Linked DNA regions of Gossypium hirsutum: region 2 is linked to region 1. A link is a contact called in public Hi-C data. All regions are on one chromosome and are shown on one strand. Each heading gives the region's core, a stretch centred on a gene start, on an enhancer-like site or on the middle of the called end of the contact. The rest is flanking DNA. Distances are from core to core; before and after follow the strand shown. Region 1 has its middle 60 kb from the start of LOC107950768. Region 2 holds the start of LOC107950771 (F-box protein SKIP8).

Region 1 (7,720 bases), core at 2,729-5,228:
TTTCTACTGTTCCTGCTTTTCTATTTTTGTGTTTTTATCTTTTTTGCAGGTTTTTCATGGTAAAGGGCTGAGTCAACGGCAGTGGAAAGGCAAGTCCCTTGCCATTTTGATGAAATGGTGGTAGAGGAGGTAGACCTCGAGGCATGGGGACTTCGGGAGGCGTGCCCATTGGTGTGGCAAAGCAAAGGAGCAGCGGCAACTGGTGAAGTCTTAGGGGATTAGGGTTTCTTTCTGTTTAGGTTTAGATAGTGGGCTTTGGACTTTAAGATTTTTAGACTTTTAGTTTTTTTTTTGTATTTGGGCTTATAATATGGACTATTTAATGGACTTTTATTATTATTTATTTATTTTTATTGGGTCGGACGAAATTAGGCTTCTATGATTATTATTTAACAAACTATTATGTTTTAGTATGGAGGCACCATAGTGTGTAATGGAATAAAAGTTCAAGTACTTATTAGACCTAAAAAAAAATTAATATCAATTAGATACTTTTAGATAATTTCAAAGGATAAATTATATTTTAACCTAAAATTTAATATGTAAAAATTGAAAACCAAAGTGAATGTTTACATTGCATCGTAGACAAAAAAAGCTTTTTTTTTTGTTCTTTCTTTTTTCTAAGCATATTGTCTTGTATAAAGTTACATTTTAATAGGAAACAGGTTACTAAAATAAGAGTAAAATGAAAATTTTAATTCTATAAAAAATGAAAAAAGAGGGCATTGTCAAATTAATGATTATGATCAATGTTCATTTTAACAAGGTTAAAAAAACATATCTGAATGGTAAAAGAATTAGGGAAAAAATTAAGCTAAAAAAATGGGATAGAAAGAATGGTGTGGTATGAAAAAAATTGTCTAGGTATCCTATTTTTTTGACGAAGGAGATCCATATCCAAATGGGTTCTTACTAGCCCAGTTCCACTGATCCTCGCAGATCTCTTCAATGCCATACTTTGCTCTGTGAATAAATCCAAAATTCAACAGTATGAGTTGTTTGACAACAGGATGCATGTAGAACTATGCAAGCAGTTAATGACCCTACATTAATAAACTTAAAATTTTGCATGTATGTAAAGCTCTTACTTCCATTTCAATTCAGTCTCGGCCTTTCTTATTGAAGCATAAATGACTTCGGAATCACCGGATCGACGTCCGGCTATTTGAAGAGGGATTTTCTGATAAAAAGTAATAAATAAATACCATGAATAACAAATAAGTACAACTCAATATATAAAAATTTTAAAGAAAACTAAACAAGGAATCATTTACCTTCCCGGATGCCTTTTCAAATGCTGTAACCATTTCTAAAACTGATGTTCCCTTTCCTGTTCCCAAGTTGTATACCTCGCAACCTGTGATTGAATAGGTAATAAGGACCAATTCTACTGAATTTTAACTTCAATACGTATACTATGTTATATAAATACCTATTTTAGGATCAGATAGTTTTTTTAGTGCGGCAATGTGGCCATCTGCTAAATCAACAACATGGACGTAATCACGAACCTGAAAAGATACAAGAAATGGCCCCTTTGTCACAAGTGATCAAAGCATTGAACTCAATTTCACTAACAAATATTGATGTTTAAGCTACAAAAATAACCCAAAAGACCTAAAGCATGTTGGTTAAATTTCAAATTTCCCTTCCCTTGGTGTGAAAAAGGGAGCCAGAGCTTCATGGGGTTGGTCGACTTCATTACAAGGAAAGAAAGGTTTTGCTTAAAACATGGATTCACAGTGTCAAGGAGTAGACGAAATCGAGATTAACAATATCAAGCTTAATTAACAAAGAAAGTTGTTGGTAGAAGCTCAGTAGAACTCAAAATCATATCCCAGTTCATAAACATACTCAAAACGAATTCTGAAATATGAAACAAGATTCATTGGAACCTAAGAAGGTGTCATACAGAAAAAATCTTACCCCGGTACCATCCTTCGTTGCATAATCTTTTCCAAACACTGTCAATGCTTGCAGCCTACCAACAGCAACTTGTTGTACAAAAGGCATGAGATTGTTTGGAGTACCCCGGGGATCCTCACCTATGTGGCCACTGGGATGAGCACCAACTGGATTAAAATATCTTAGCAGTATGATCTTCCATTGAGAATCAGAATTACGGAGGTCGCGGCAAATCTCTTCAATGAAAAGCTGAACCACCATGTCAAATATGATTAGATGACACTATTCTTAATTGACAAATGCCAAAGTATTCATAATGGATTCATAAAAAAGAAGACATTGTTTCCTTGAGCTGCTAAATGGTATGCAGTTAAATGCTCATCGCATACCTTGGTTCGTCCGTATGGATTCACTGCAGACAGGGGGAACTCTTCTGTACATGGAACCTTCTTTGGCCAGCCATAAACAGCAGCAGATGATGAAAAGACAAGCTGCAATGTATCATATTAGATCGGTCAACTTCTAAAACTCAAGAAGCCAAAACAATCCATAAACTGAATCTAACAAGGTGCTAGTATGTTTGTGATTACAGTTTGATCAAGAAGAAACCGAAGTCTGTTTCGTCTCTGGTTCTAATGATTTCCATAGCAGATGCCAAAAGGGAAAAAAGAGAGCAAACACTATCCCACACACTAGGAAGGGAAAGAAATGTACATTGTTACATCCATGTGCAGCCATGACTTCCAACAGGAGTATTGTCCCAATGATATTGTTGTCATGATAGAGCAATGGTTTACTTACACTTTCACCAACTGCGTTTAGTCCAGCAAAGTGAATCACAGCATCAAATCTGATAATGTAATAACCTTAGAAATTTGAGCAAGTAGAGAAGGCACAATAAAAAACCAAACATATAATATAAATTCCTGACGGTACTTTGTCTGAGCAAATATTTTTTGAATGGCTGGTCTATCACGAAGGTCCACCTGCAGTTGAAACCAGTGGTCCAAATCTTAGTTAATACTTCAATGACTTCATGTTTTAAGTGATTTAATGATTCTTGTTAATTTTGGGACAATAATACAGCAGCACATGATGGATTTGATTTATAGGCAATATCAGACAAATCCCAATGTATATTAATTGAAGCAAAAACATAATAATAGAGACCCTTCAACAGTTTCCAGATGATAAAAGAGATAACAATTAATTACCGAAGAAAAATTTTATGTTTAAAGCTTTTAAATATTATCAAGAAAAACAATTAATAGATCCAATCATTTCCCATTCAAAAGAGTCCTTCCATGTATATTAAAAAAAAGGGGGGTAAAATACAGATCAAAAGACATGGGAAAAAACACTTTTTGGGAACCGACAATAAAATAATACAATTGAAACATTAAACAAAACCAAACGGACTATATTATTATATTCTTTTATATTTAAGGAATATTCACCGACTTTAAATCTGTTTAATCAAATTATTATGTTGCTTAATTAAGCAGATTTTGACAAATATTTTTAAGTATTACCATTTAATGCATTTGATATGGAATTCACAAGTAGAAAGAAGATCATATTCTCACCGATTCTCTTAAACTCTTCAACTTATTTAACTTTTAAAAGCACTTATAAATTAATAACATAGTTGAATGGAAATCAATTCACGAATTCCTTCATTAATCAAACATACACCAAAAATAGATAATATGGCAAACAGAAGCAGAAATTTTAAGAAAAAAAGAAAATGTGAAATTAGTCTACTATTTGCAACTATTTCAACAGTTTTTTTTGTGTAAAAAGAATTAAACATCATATGATCGAAATTTTACAGCGTAACACGTTGCCAGCTATAGCAAATTCGATTAATCAAATTTAAACTAATTACACTCCAAATTAACAATGAAAACTCAAAGATTAAGTGAGATTTCTCTCTGGCAAACCAACTAAGCAGTCTAGCATTAAAATAATTACAAAACTACACATCTTCAATTTTCTTCTTTAAAAAAAACCGTAAATAGGTGAATTCAATCGTTCAACGAACCTGGTGAGAGGAAAGGTTCCTGCCGAAACCGCGAGTTCTTTGACTCTTTTGGGAGCAACATCCGAGGAATTGTCGAGATTATCAACAACCACTGTTTTGTAACGGCTTAACAACAACTGCAACACCGTGTGGCTCCCGATATAACCGGCTCCGCCGGTCACCAGAATAGTCTTCGACATATTCGAACCAATCAAAACCAAAAAAGAAAAACTGAAAGTAAAAGAAACTGAGAGAAGAGGCGAGCGTAACAGAAGGCTAATAATAATTCTTTGAAATTAAAAGGGTTTAATGGAATGAAAAGGAAAAAATAGAAGAGAGAGTCATATACAGGGATTTAAATTGCGGTTGCGGTCGCATTTTCGGTTCTATTACGTTTATCGCGATTGCGGAGATGGTATTGCGGTTATTGCGGGTATCGCCATAGTGAATTTTACACTACTTATGGTGTATAGCGGGTTTCAACAATAGTAATTTTGGACGGTACCGTTATCATTATATAACGGCCACTATTTCAATAACGGACTGCTATTTAAATCCCTAGTTATATATAAGCGCACAGAAAAAAGAAAAAGGAAGAGAGATATTGAGAATGAATGAGAAGAATAGCCACGTGGAGTGAAAAGGGTGAAAAGGCTCCCTACGACCGGGGATTTTGGATGGGATGGGTTTTTGGAGTAAACTAATTTTCTATTTCTTCTTCTGCTGCCGCCGCTTTTTCTTTTTAGAAGGTATATTCGTATTGGGGTGAACAAATGTTTTATTTATACATCTAATTCTTGTTAAATGTTATTTTTTGAATAATGTTTTAAATATATCTCATTAACTTTTATTAACCCACACCAAGAATGTTGTATATAATCAAATTACGGATGCAATCCAATTAATTGGTGTCAAACAGGGGTAAAAATTATAAAAAAATATTACAAAAACATAAATTTTGAGCATCAACAATCTCATGTCGCATCACATGATATAAAATTTATAATACCACAAAAAATGAATGGACTTTTTAAACTCGTTTTGTATTTATTGACGATTTCTTTTTGATAAATTATAAAAGAAGAGAAAGAATAATTAATACGATTCGAACGTGTGATTACTTTAACATCAGGTTAATGCACGGAATTCACATTTTGATTCAAACGAAAATTTAAAAAATTACATTCCATTTATTTATACTTATATTGGCTGCAGATTTTTCAAATGCCAAAATTACTTTCATGTTCTTTCTTTCATACGTAAACACGAGGAAAAAGAAAATTAATAAAACATACACAAGTAACTAATCAACACTTATAAACTTTAGATTTTCTATTTATCTTATTTTATTAAAGTAAAATCAACAATACACCATTTCTTTCTTCTTCTTTTTTCATCATGTAATTGAAGTTTTAGTGTGAATTTTTTTTGGATAATTTTTACTTTAAGATTTTTTTTTGAGAAAAAAATTTGAAATGAAAAGCAAGATAGTAGGGTTATTAATTAAATAATTTGTGTATTAGGTATTTGTTTTTCTTGATTGAAAAATTTGTCGACCATTTCATTCTAAAACAATTGAGATTTTTTTTCTTAGCTGAGTAAAAAGCGAGTACTAGAAATCAACCAAGAAAAAAATTCTAATTTTTTTTATTGTAATGGTCGACCAATTTTTCCAATCAACAAAAACGAAAATCTAAGAAGAGAAAGATTAAGTGTTATTGGCTTTTTTTTTAATAAGGTAAGATAAATACAAAATTTAAAGCTTAGAACATTTGTTTTGATTTAATGGCTAAATTTTGAAAGTTCTCATTATAGTTATCACCCATTAAACACCACATAAAAAAAACCAAAAACTAAACATGATATAATAAAAACATAACACCACCCTAATATAAATTAGATTATAATACACATATTATGTGGGTGAAAAAATTACATAATAAATTTATAAAAATTTTAATAAAAATAAAATGCTTCTTTGGTTGAAATGGTAAAGTTGAAACAGTAATATTTTGATTTCAAATCTTTTGGTTCTTATGATCTATCTATGTGTATTCTTTTTAAATTTATCGAAATATAAATAGATATAAATATCCTCAATATAATAAGCTTTTAGTATTTTACAACGAAATTTGAATTGATTGCCGAGTGACATAAACTCCATCACTCTTAATAACAGTATGGTATACTTAATAATAGTAAGTACACCATTATTTATGTAACAAATAAATTTGTCAAAAATTGATATAAAAATCAAATAATGCTTTAGTTAAAATGATAAAATTAAATATTTTAAATTTATTGTGTCATGGGGTGATATCTCATTATAATTTAGTTTTTATTGATTTTATATAAAATATAAAAAGATAAAAAAGTACTCTAATAATAATGTAACCTATTTTGTATATAAAAGGCATTTTAGTCACTTTTAGCTGAATGAGTGTCCAATTGACTCATGACCCCAACTCAGTTAGAGGCCTAAAAAATTATGTAATAAATATATTCATTAATAGTTTATATAAAAACCAAATAACCCTATGTTTGAATTGAGTTCATATAAAAGAAAGGAAAGGAAGATATTTTCCCTTGTTTGAATAATTTCTTTTGTTTTTTAAGTAAAGGAAAGCTAAGAAAGTTTAGTAACTCTTGCTTTGTCTCAAAATGTCAAATTTTTAATTACCCAAAATTGGAGGGAAAGTAGAGTAAATGAATTTTTAAAATATAAAATATTCTTTTTACCCTTTTATCTAGCTAAATAAGGCGTTTAGGCCGTTTTTATTTTTTATTTAGGCCTTTAGGTTGATTTTAATTTTAATTAGGGAAATAGGCCGGTTTTAGGAGAGGGAATGCGAAAGCACATCCAGCTAGGCGCGCTTTACTGCCATCTGTCAGAAAGCACGCCCAGCTAGACGCACTTGCCCTCAACGGTAACTTCAACGACTTTTTGATCGTTGCCCGCACCAAAATGATAAGAAAATGAAAACCCTAACGATAAATTATTTTGACCCTATAAATACCCCTTAAATTTAATTTTTTTTCATTCACATCCTTCTTTCAAACTCTCTCAACTCTCTTAAACTCTTTGTAACGCCCTAAAAATTTGAATGTTTGACTATTGGATTCTATTGTAATTAAGTCTCTGTATCTGTGGTTATATGCTCTATTTATATGGTTGAGGTCGAGAGTGCAAGCCGCATCTTTAGAAGTTTTGTTATTTTATTTTAAGATAACCTTTATCCTTGAATTACATATTTAAATCTAATTCTGTGTGAATCTATGTTAAGAATGAGCCTACTGGTTCACTGGTTAAGTATTTGTATTTTGTATGGTCCTGTGTTCGAGTCCTAAGGAGTGCAATAGGGAACATTTTTACTAAACGCTAGGAATCTGATTGGTAGTTAATTAGGATTTAACATTTCCATCTTCCTTTTAATTTCCTTTCTTTTATCATTCTTCTTCTTCTTCTTCATTTTTCTTTTTTTCTTATCGATTATTTTATTTTTCTTTATTTTGATTATTGTCATAACTGAATACGAGACTAATCAAAGTTATCCGTTGTTAGTTGCATAGATTGAAAGGTTATTGCGAGGGGATATCGGGAGTAGTGAACCTCAAAACGTCAATCTGAGTAATCGTTGTTGATCTTTCGACTTTGAAAGTCTTCTGAATCGTTCAGACTTCAAAATTACTTCAAGTGCATACCGAGCACCCAAGTTTTTACGAATTTTAGATGCCAAAAAACATGACTGTCGACGTCACACGATCGTGTGTTAGTCGTGTGGCTAGGACAGG
Region 2 (7,720 bases), core at 2,931-5,430, 150 kb before region 1:
AAAACTAGGTAAATATCTATATTTTATTTTGTTATAAGTAAATTTTATTTTCTAGCATAGAAAACTTAAAACAACTTGTACAATTAAGTAATTGTATGCAAAACAAACCCATTCATAAATGACATCTCATTACCCCCAACTAGACCTCTTCATGAGATAAGTTACCTGGGCCTGAAGGTCTGCCTGAAATTTGGAAGGGTTTAGAAAAAAATATTAGGCCCGAAAAATGGGTCTGGGCAAAAAAATTAGGTCCGTTTAAAATATGGGTCGAAATTGGGTTTGAACATTCAAGGCCCAAGCTCGGTCCAACCCGACTTATTTTTAAGTTTATAATACTTTATATTATGTCATTTTTATATATTATGTAATTTAGAACACATTAAAAGAATTAAACCTATATTAAATATATAATACTACTCTAATGTAAATATTAAAATAATGTTGAGATGACTATAAAAAATTTTCAATAAATAAAAAATGTATAAGATTATTAAATATTAAAATAATATAATATAAATATTCTTTTAAAAAATTAAATATGGATAGACCTAAAATAGATTTGGGTTAGTCTTTTGCAAATATGGGAGGGTTTGTGCAAAATTTTAGGCCCGATTTAGGGTCAAGCCGAGCTTGGACAAATATAAAGTATGTTAATATTATACTTAGGCTCGATCCAAACCCGGCCCATAAGCACCTCTACTCCCAACAATAAAATTGGCATCACCTACTCTTAAATTTTATTTTTTAACTAGTTCATTGCCCAATTTTATCATCAAGAAAGATATATGACATGCCACCCTAACAAAGCTTACATAAAAATTCCTTTGTGTTAAAAATGAAAAGTGTGGCCACTATTGAAAAAAATATCATACATCTAAATCAAACTACTAATTTAAAAATTAGTATTAAAATGATTTATGAATATATTTGAATTTATACCTAGGAAAAATTTACAAATTGTACCTCTTCAAAATCTTGGGTTAATATGCAAGTTGTTTTTTTGAATATATTCATATAATAAATTTGATCAAAACATGAAAAAAATCATACATTGTGAATTAATTCAAATATTTGTTAATAATAAAAAGCATTAAAAAATATTATTAAATGTCTAATTCAAATATTTATTAATAATAAAATGTATTGATAAATGTTAAAATATATTAATATTAATATTTTTATTTAATAAGAGTAATTCTTTCAAGTAACCTTATATTTTTAGGGAAGTGTTAACGTGTCAAACATGTTAAATAACTTTTTTAACAATAATATTCCAATTAATCATATTCCATTGAAAAATTAACATTACAAATCACCAAACAACTCCTTAATTCAGTCTCTAAACAAAATCTCTAACTTCATCCTTAGCGAATGAGATATAGATTTAGCTGAATCGTGGGGATTGTTCTATGGTGCATGGAAAAAAAAAAGGGAATTAGAGACATTGAAATTGAATTCCTAGGGGTATTCATCATTCAAAGGCCCTCCACCTGTTCACCAGTTAATGGCTGATGTTGTGGGGGTGGCTTTTCTACAAATATATGATGTGGATCAGTGAGTAGTTTAGGGCATTTGTCCCTCCTATACAACCAAAAACAAAGGCTTTAACCAGCAGTAAGCTGATTATGGCTTTCAATATGAAACCCTGCTACGAGGGCCATAACAATGGAGATTAACCTGTTCTTTATTTTCATTGCATAAGCCATAAATAAAGCTTGAAGCCATGAACTAGTTGGTTGGTAGAAAAAAATTAAAAGTATAAGGTTCCACCGTGATTTGAACTCGGGTTACTGGATTCAGAGTCCAATGTCCTGACCACTAGACCATGGAACCTTAGACGACAGTATTCGCAACTTTACACTTTATATTATTACTTCTGACCCATCCCTGAAAAGTTCAACCACCACATTATATTAAATCAAAATATTGATTCATTCAAAGCCGTTGCTCCTTGAGCTTTTTTTATTTTATTTTATCCAGAACGTTATCATGCAACTTTGTGAACCCATCTTCAATTCACATGTACACATTCATGTGAAAAAAGAACTGAAGAATATATAAATATATACAGCCAAAATTATGATACTTAAGAAAGTAAAACAAATAATAAAAGGGCTAAAACGTTACAGGGACCTATTTACCACAAAAAAAAAAAAGAATGATCTTTGAAATAAATCCCAGAGAAACTTCCCGGCAACTTGCCTTTTGCTAATAGATTACTACTACTAAAATTATCCCTTGTATTAATTACTCTTTCATCTTCGGTTATCAATGAACAATTTGTTGTCCGATGTCACCGTCGGCCAGCATCTCCGAGCAGTGATGATCCACAAGGTACCAACGTCCATGATGAAACTCAAAGATGTTAGTCATGTTAAATGCCACGTTATCCATATCAACATAGGTTTTCATAGTAATCCAAGCCATGTTCGTTAATACCCGAGCTCGAACATCTCTAACCTGAAAATCAACCCCTTGCTCCCAATTAAATGCATGCTGCCAACTCTGTATTACAGCATTAAACCTGCAATGGATAACAAAAATGACTCTCGGCATTGACTGAATACATTATCTTTTGTCTATTCCGAAATTCTATTTACATAAAAGTGGCATGCTTTTGTTCTAACATATGCCTCATACTTATTAAAGAAAAACATGGGGCCTTTTCTCTTTTCTTCTCACAGTTAAATTGCACTAATATGTCAAGACAAAAGCATTTCTATGCCAAGCATGGCATTCACTATGTTCGAATAGCAAAACGCTGGTAAAACCCTTCCAATGCCGAAACCAAGACTCAAGCCATTAACATTGTGGTCATACAAACAACCTATAATCACCCTACAAATTAAAAAAGCTCTTCTCTATCTTCAAATATTCTTGGAATCATCAAAGCATTTCGGAGAAACATCTTAACTACACAAACACTCAATCGGCTATGCTATGTAACCGGTCAGCAAGTCCATGCAACTTAACCCAATCATAAGGTGAAAAAGATCTACCATGTTCAAGCAACAAGATACGAGCAAAAACTTATATACTGAAACACTATAACTTTCAGGCAACATAAGAACAAAAAAGAAGTGAACATCCTGATATTGAAGTAAGCAACATATTCATACCCTGAAAAAAGAACCCCTGACGCATGAATGCACTTTACATAATCCGCATTCAGCCAAAAACGACTCATAGCTGAAAGAGACCTATCTTTGATGATGCTAAAGAATTCGGTATTAACATTCATAATGGCTCTTGTAGCTGCGTAGTATGCCTTCCACCCATTAACAGGTGTTACTGTATCTTGCTCCAAAGTAAAATCCTAGCAAGCAAAAATATTAAGCCAGAAGATTTATGCTAAGAACCCCACTAATAGGTAAGTATAATGAAATAAATATTCAATTAAATCAAGGCAATAAAAAGAAGGGGAAATTGGGTACCTTGTGATAAAGCGCTTTCCAGGCATTATCATCATTAGCTGCCTTTCTCATAAGCGAATTAGTCATGGAAAGCCGACAAAGGCTTGGATAATCCAAGTAACTAAGCGCGTGGGTTGTAATCTCCGGGACCAACTGCTCCATCATTGACGCCCCGCTCTGCATCTCTGCCACAGCCTTCGAAACATCCGCCATCACCATATCCTCCTCCGCCGGACCAGCAGCACCTCCGTTAAGGAGCGCCGCAGAATTGGAAGTATGGTTGCAGGAGGAAGGTGGTTTGGCTTCTCTGGCTTGCTTTTTAGCGGATGACGTGGCGGTACCGGTTACGTTAGATTTGTGGTGGGGCCTCTTGAAGAATGAACGGACGGCAAGGAGGGAAAGGAGGGTGATGATAATTGCAGTGATCAACGGCTGATGGGATTGAAGAGCGATGGAGAGGCTATAGGCAATCTCCATTCATACGACATTAAATCTTCGCCGTACATTAAATAAAACCCTAGAAATCTCAATTGAATCCACAAAAAAAAAGGAAAATTAGAGAAAAAAATGGTCTGTTTTCTAGGGAAAATAATTAAAAATGTAAATAAAATTTAAACGAAAATTCATTTTTTTTCCAGAAGAGAGGGCGGAGAGTCGTAATCGTAACCGAGTCGAAGAAGAACTCAGACCAGAAAAATAGGTCAGTATTGAGGGACAGTTCTGTAATTGCGATTCATAGAATTTCTGCTTCGACGGCGTTTTGATGCATGTGTTCTTTTTAGTTTTTAATTTTTTATTTCGAATAAAATAACTATTATTTCTCCTCACCACAATTTTACAAATGTGTTTTTATATGAAAACCATAAATCTAAATCATAAAATATATAAAATATTTTAAATAATATTTATGGATATCTAAAATAATATTATTTCAATTCAAATAATAATTTAAATAATATTTTTTAATTATTTTAAATATTTTTATTATCTTGATTTGACTATGGATCAATATATTAAATTCACAAATAATATATTTTTTAAAAGTGAAGTGGATATCTTATTATTAATATTCGCATCCATTCCCTTAATATTTATTATCATAATGACAAATCTAATATTTGCAATAGAGAAGAGGGAAGTCACTCATCCAAGAGAGTTCAACTATGTGAAGAATGGTAAGATTCGGGAAGATCCATCTAAAAAGGTAACTACTAGATCTTCTCTTAGAAATACTTGTAATTATGTTACATTTATCTCATGCATTAAGCCTAAAAATATCAAAGAAACATTAAATGATGAATATTGGATATTGGTTATGCAAGAAGAGTTAAATCAATTTAAGAGAAGTAAAGTATGAACCCTAGTTGAAAGACCTTGAGATAAATATACTATAGGTATTAAATGGGTTTCTAGGAACAAGCTAGATGAGAGTGGTAACATAGTGAGAAACAAGGCTAGACTTGTTGCTCAAGGTTACTCTCAAGATGAATGAATATATTTTGATGAAACTTATGCTCTCGTAGCTAGGATGGAAGCCATTAGCATGCTTTTAGCTTTTACATGTTTTAATGATTTTAAATTATATCTAATGGATGTAAAAAGTTCTTTTCTAAATGGGTCTATAAATGAAGGAGTATATGTTGGACAACCACCCAATTTTGAAGATAAAAAATTTCCTCACCGTGTTTTCAAACTATTAAAAGTTTTATATAGTTTGAAATAAGTTCATAGAGCTTGGTATGAATGATTATCAAATTTTCTTGTTGAAAAAGGTTTTCATAAAGGAAAGGTTGACACAATACTTTTTATTAAAAGAAAAGGCAATGATTTATTAGTAGTTCAAATATACGTTGATGATATTATTTTTTGTTCTACTAATGATCTTCTTTGTCAAGAATTTTCTAAGCTAATGGAAGGTGAATTTGATATGAGCATGATGGGAGAACTAAATTTCTTTTTGGGACTCCAAATCAAACAAATAAAGGATAGTATCTTCATCAATCAAGCTAAGTACACAAAGGAAATGCTCAAGAAGTTTGGGATGGACACTCTTAAACCACAAGCTACTCCCATGAGCCCTTCTACAAAGCTTGGCAAAGATAAGGAAAGTAAATGTGTTGATTTAAAGTTATATAGATCTATGATTGACTCTTTGCTTTATCTTACAACAAGTACACCCGATGTCATGTTTAGTGTTTGCATGTGTGCTAGATTTCAATCATGTCCTAAAGAATCACATTTGCAAGCCTTTAAGAGAATCTTTAAATTCCTTAGAGACACTCTCAGTTTAGGTCTTTGGTATCCTAGAGACTCATCCTTTAGCTTGCATGCATTCTTAGATGCGGATTTTGGAGGATGCAAATTAGATAGGAAAAAACACCTCTGATAATTATCAATTCCTAGGCAACATGCTAATATCATGGTTTTCAAAGAAAAAAATGGTGTTGCATTGTCCACCACCAAAGTGAAATATATTTCTGCCATTAGTTGTTATGCTCAAGTTTTATGAATGAAACAACAAATTAAGGACTATTAAATTGATTTAGATACCATCCCTATAAAGTGTGACAATACTAGTGCTATTTGTCTCACTAAAAATCTTATCCAACATTCTAGGACTAAACACATTGAAATAAGAAATCATTTCATTAGAGATCATGTCCAAAAAGGAGAAACAGTTCTAGAGTATGTAGACATTTTGAACCAATTAGCTGACATTTGACATTTTTACAAAACCTTTAGACAATGAGAGATTTTGGACACTTAGGAGAGAACTAGGTTTGACCAACTTGCCTTGACTTTGTGTTGAATTTTTCCATGGACATAGATTGATTTTTAAATTTGTATATTGTGTTTTTATTGCAAAAAGCATGATAGTATGACATTCATAGCTCTTGTATTCAAAAATATTGGAGGAGTTTTATGTGGTTATTTGATTTATTTTGACCTTATTTATCTAGCATGATTTTTTTTACTCTTGTACTTGCTAAGAATGGACTTAATATTTTTAATTTAGCATTTTTTAATCTAATTTTTATTCATGAATCATATGCATCATGCTTAAAATTTTCATTTTCATGCATATGAAATCATTAGGGATGATCTTAGAGTCATTTTAGGACCCTTAGAACCCCTTAGGACCTAAAAGTTTCGTTTTTATAATTTTTCTGTACTTGAAAATTAGAACTGTAATTAGGTATCGATACCATTTAAAAAAATATCAATACTTTTATAAAAATATCGGTACCATTGGGTTTTTAAAGGCACCTACACCATGTTTCTTCAAAAGTAATTTGCAAAAACCCAGAAACTTCATTTCTCTTCATCCAAAAATCATTTTCTCATATTAAAAAATTCTTCAAAACTCTTGATTCTTTTTTGAAAAATATTGTCTTTGCAATCCTTTAAAACACCATTGCATCAAGATTTCAACATTTTTAAGGTAAACCCTAAAATTTTCAATCTTTTGATTTTATACAATGTAGGTTGGAATATTGTTTTTTGATGAACTATTGGGTTGATTTGGACTATATGCATCGTTTTTTGTTGCAAGGGGTATCCTCTTTCTAGACTTTTTCTTAAATTTTTTGCCTAAAACCCTTGCACACCAAGTGTTTGTCAAAATTCCTAAATGAATTTTTTTGGTGTTTTAGTGGTACTTTAGTGCTTAATTCTCAAAGTATGGTGCCTAAGAAATGACCTAGAACTGATGCATCATCATCACATCCTCCTAGTGGTCCTAGATCATCCTTCAATGCATGTTTTAGTTCTGATGAGTATTGTGAACATTTTGATAGGAACTTTGCGTCCAACAGAGTATGGGAGTCTAGGAGAGTTGATGTAGCCATGTTAGAAGGAATAAAATTTTCTTATCTTTCTATTTTTCGAAATTGGGGTTGGATGGATTTTCTTAAAATTTCCTCGCTAACTTTCTACAATCCTGTTCGAGTGCTTTTCTCCAATGCTAAACTTGAACACGATGAGTCCAATAACACCGTTATAGCTATTACTTCTTTTTTAATGAACACCCATATCCATCTAACTTTGTAGGATTTTGGAAATTTACTTCATTTACCTTCTAGAGGTAACTTCGACAAAAAAAGACCCTTTAATCTCACTCTCTTCATTCAGTCCGGATTAGCATCCGAACTTAACATTCATAATCGTGTCCTCCATTTGATCATTACTTTGATCCTACGTCCTATTAAGAAACATACTAAGCTTCATAAAACTGATTATTGGTGGCTCGATTCTTTCCATTTTGATAGGCATCCCAACCTAGCCCTTATCATGTTCAATGACATAAC

Evidence for each region. A called contact is a pair of places that touch in the nucleus more often than the background predicts.
Region 2: a Hi-C map of leaf shows a contact between it and region 1, with 3 times the contacts expected there. The contact joins the promoter of LOC107950771 here to the enhancer-like site in region 1. A contact is called at or near these places in 8 of 34 Hi-C or Micro-C datasets (hypocotyl, leaf and seedling).

The regions. Positions count from the first base shown.
Region 1 is chrD03:34,168,364-34,176,083 of Gossypium_hirsutum_v2.1, reverse strand. It overlaps the pseudogene LOC107950949. Among protein-coding and RNA genes, the nearest start is that of LOC107950768, 60 kb to the left of the region's middle. Within about 2 kb of position 3,978, at least 2 of the 9 cell types and tissues checked have an H3K27ac peak or open chromatin away from gene starts, as enhancers often do.
Region 2 is chrD03:34,315,091-34,322,810 of Gossypium_hirsutum_v2.1, reverse strand. It overlaps LOC107950771 (F-box protein SKIP8), which reads right to left and starts at 4,180. Exons shown (of 3, transcript XM_016885729.2): 1 at 3,435-4,180; 2 at 3,120-3,316; 3 at 2,036-2,524. The coding sequence starts at 3,890. The coding sequence ends at 2,269. It overlaps TRNAQ-CUG (transfer RNA glutamine (anticodon CUG)), which reads right to left and starts at 1,833; the gene lies at 1,762-1,833.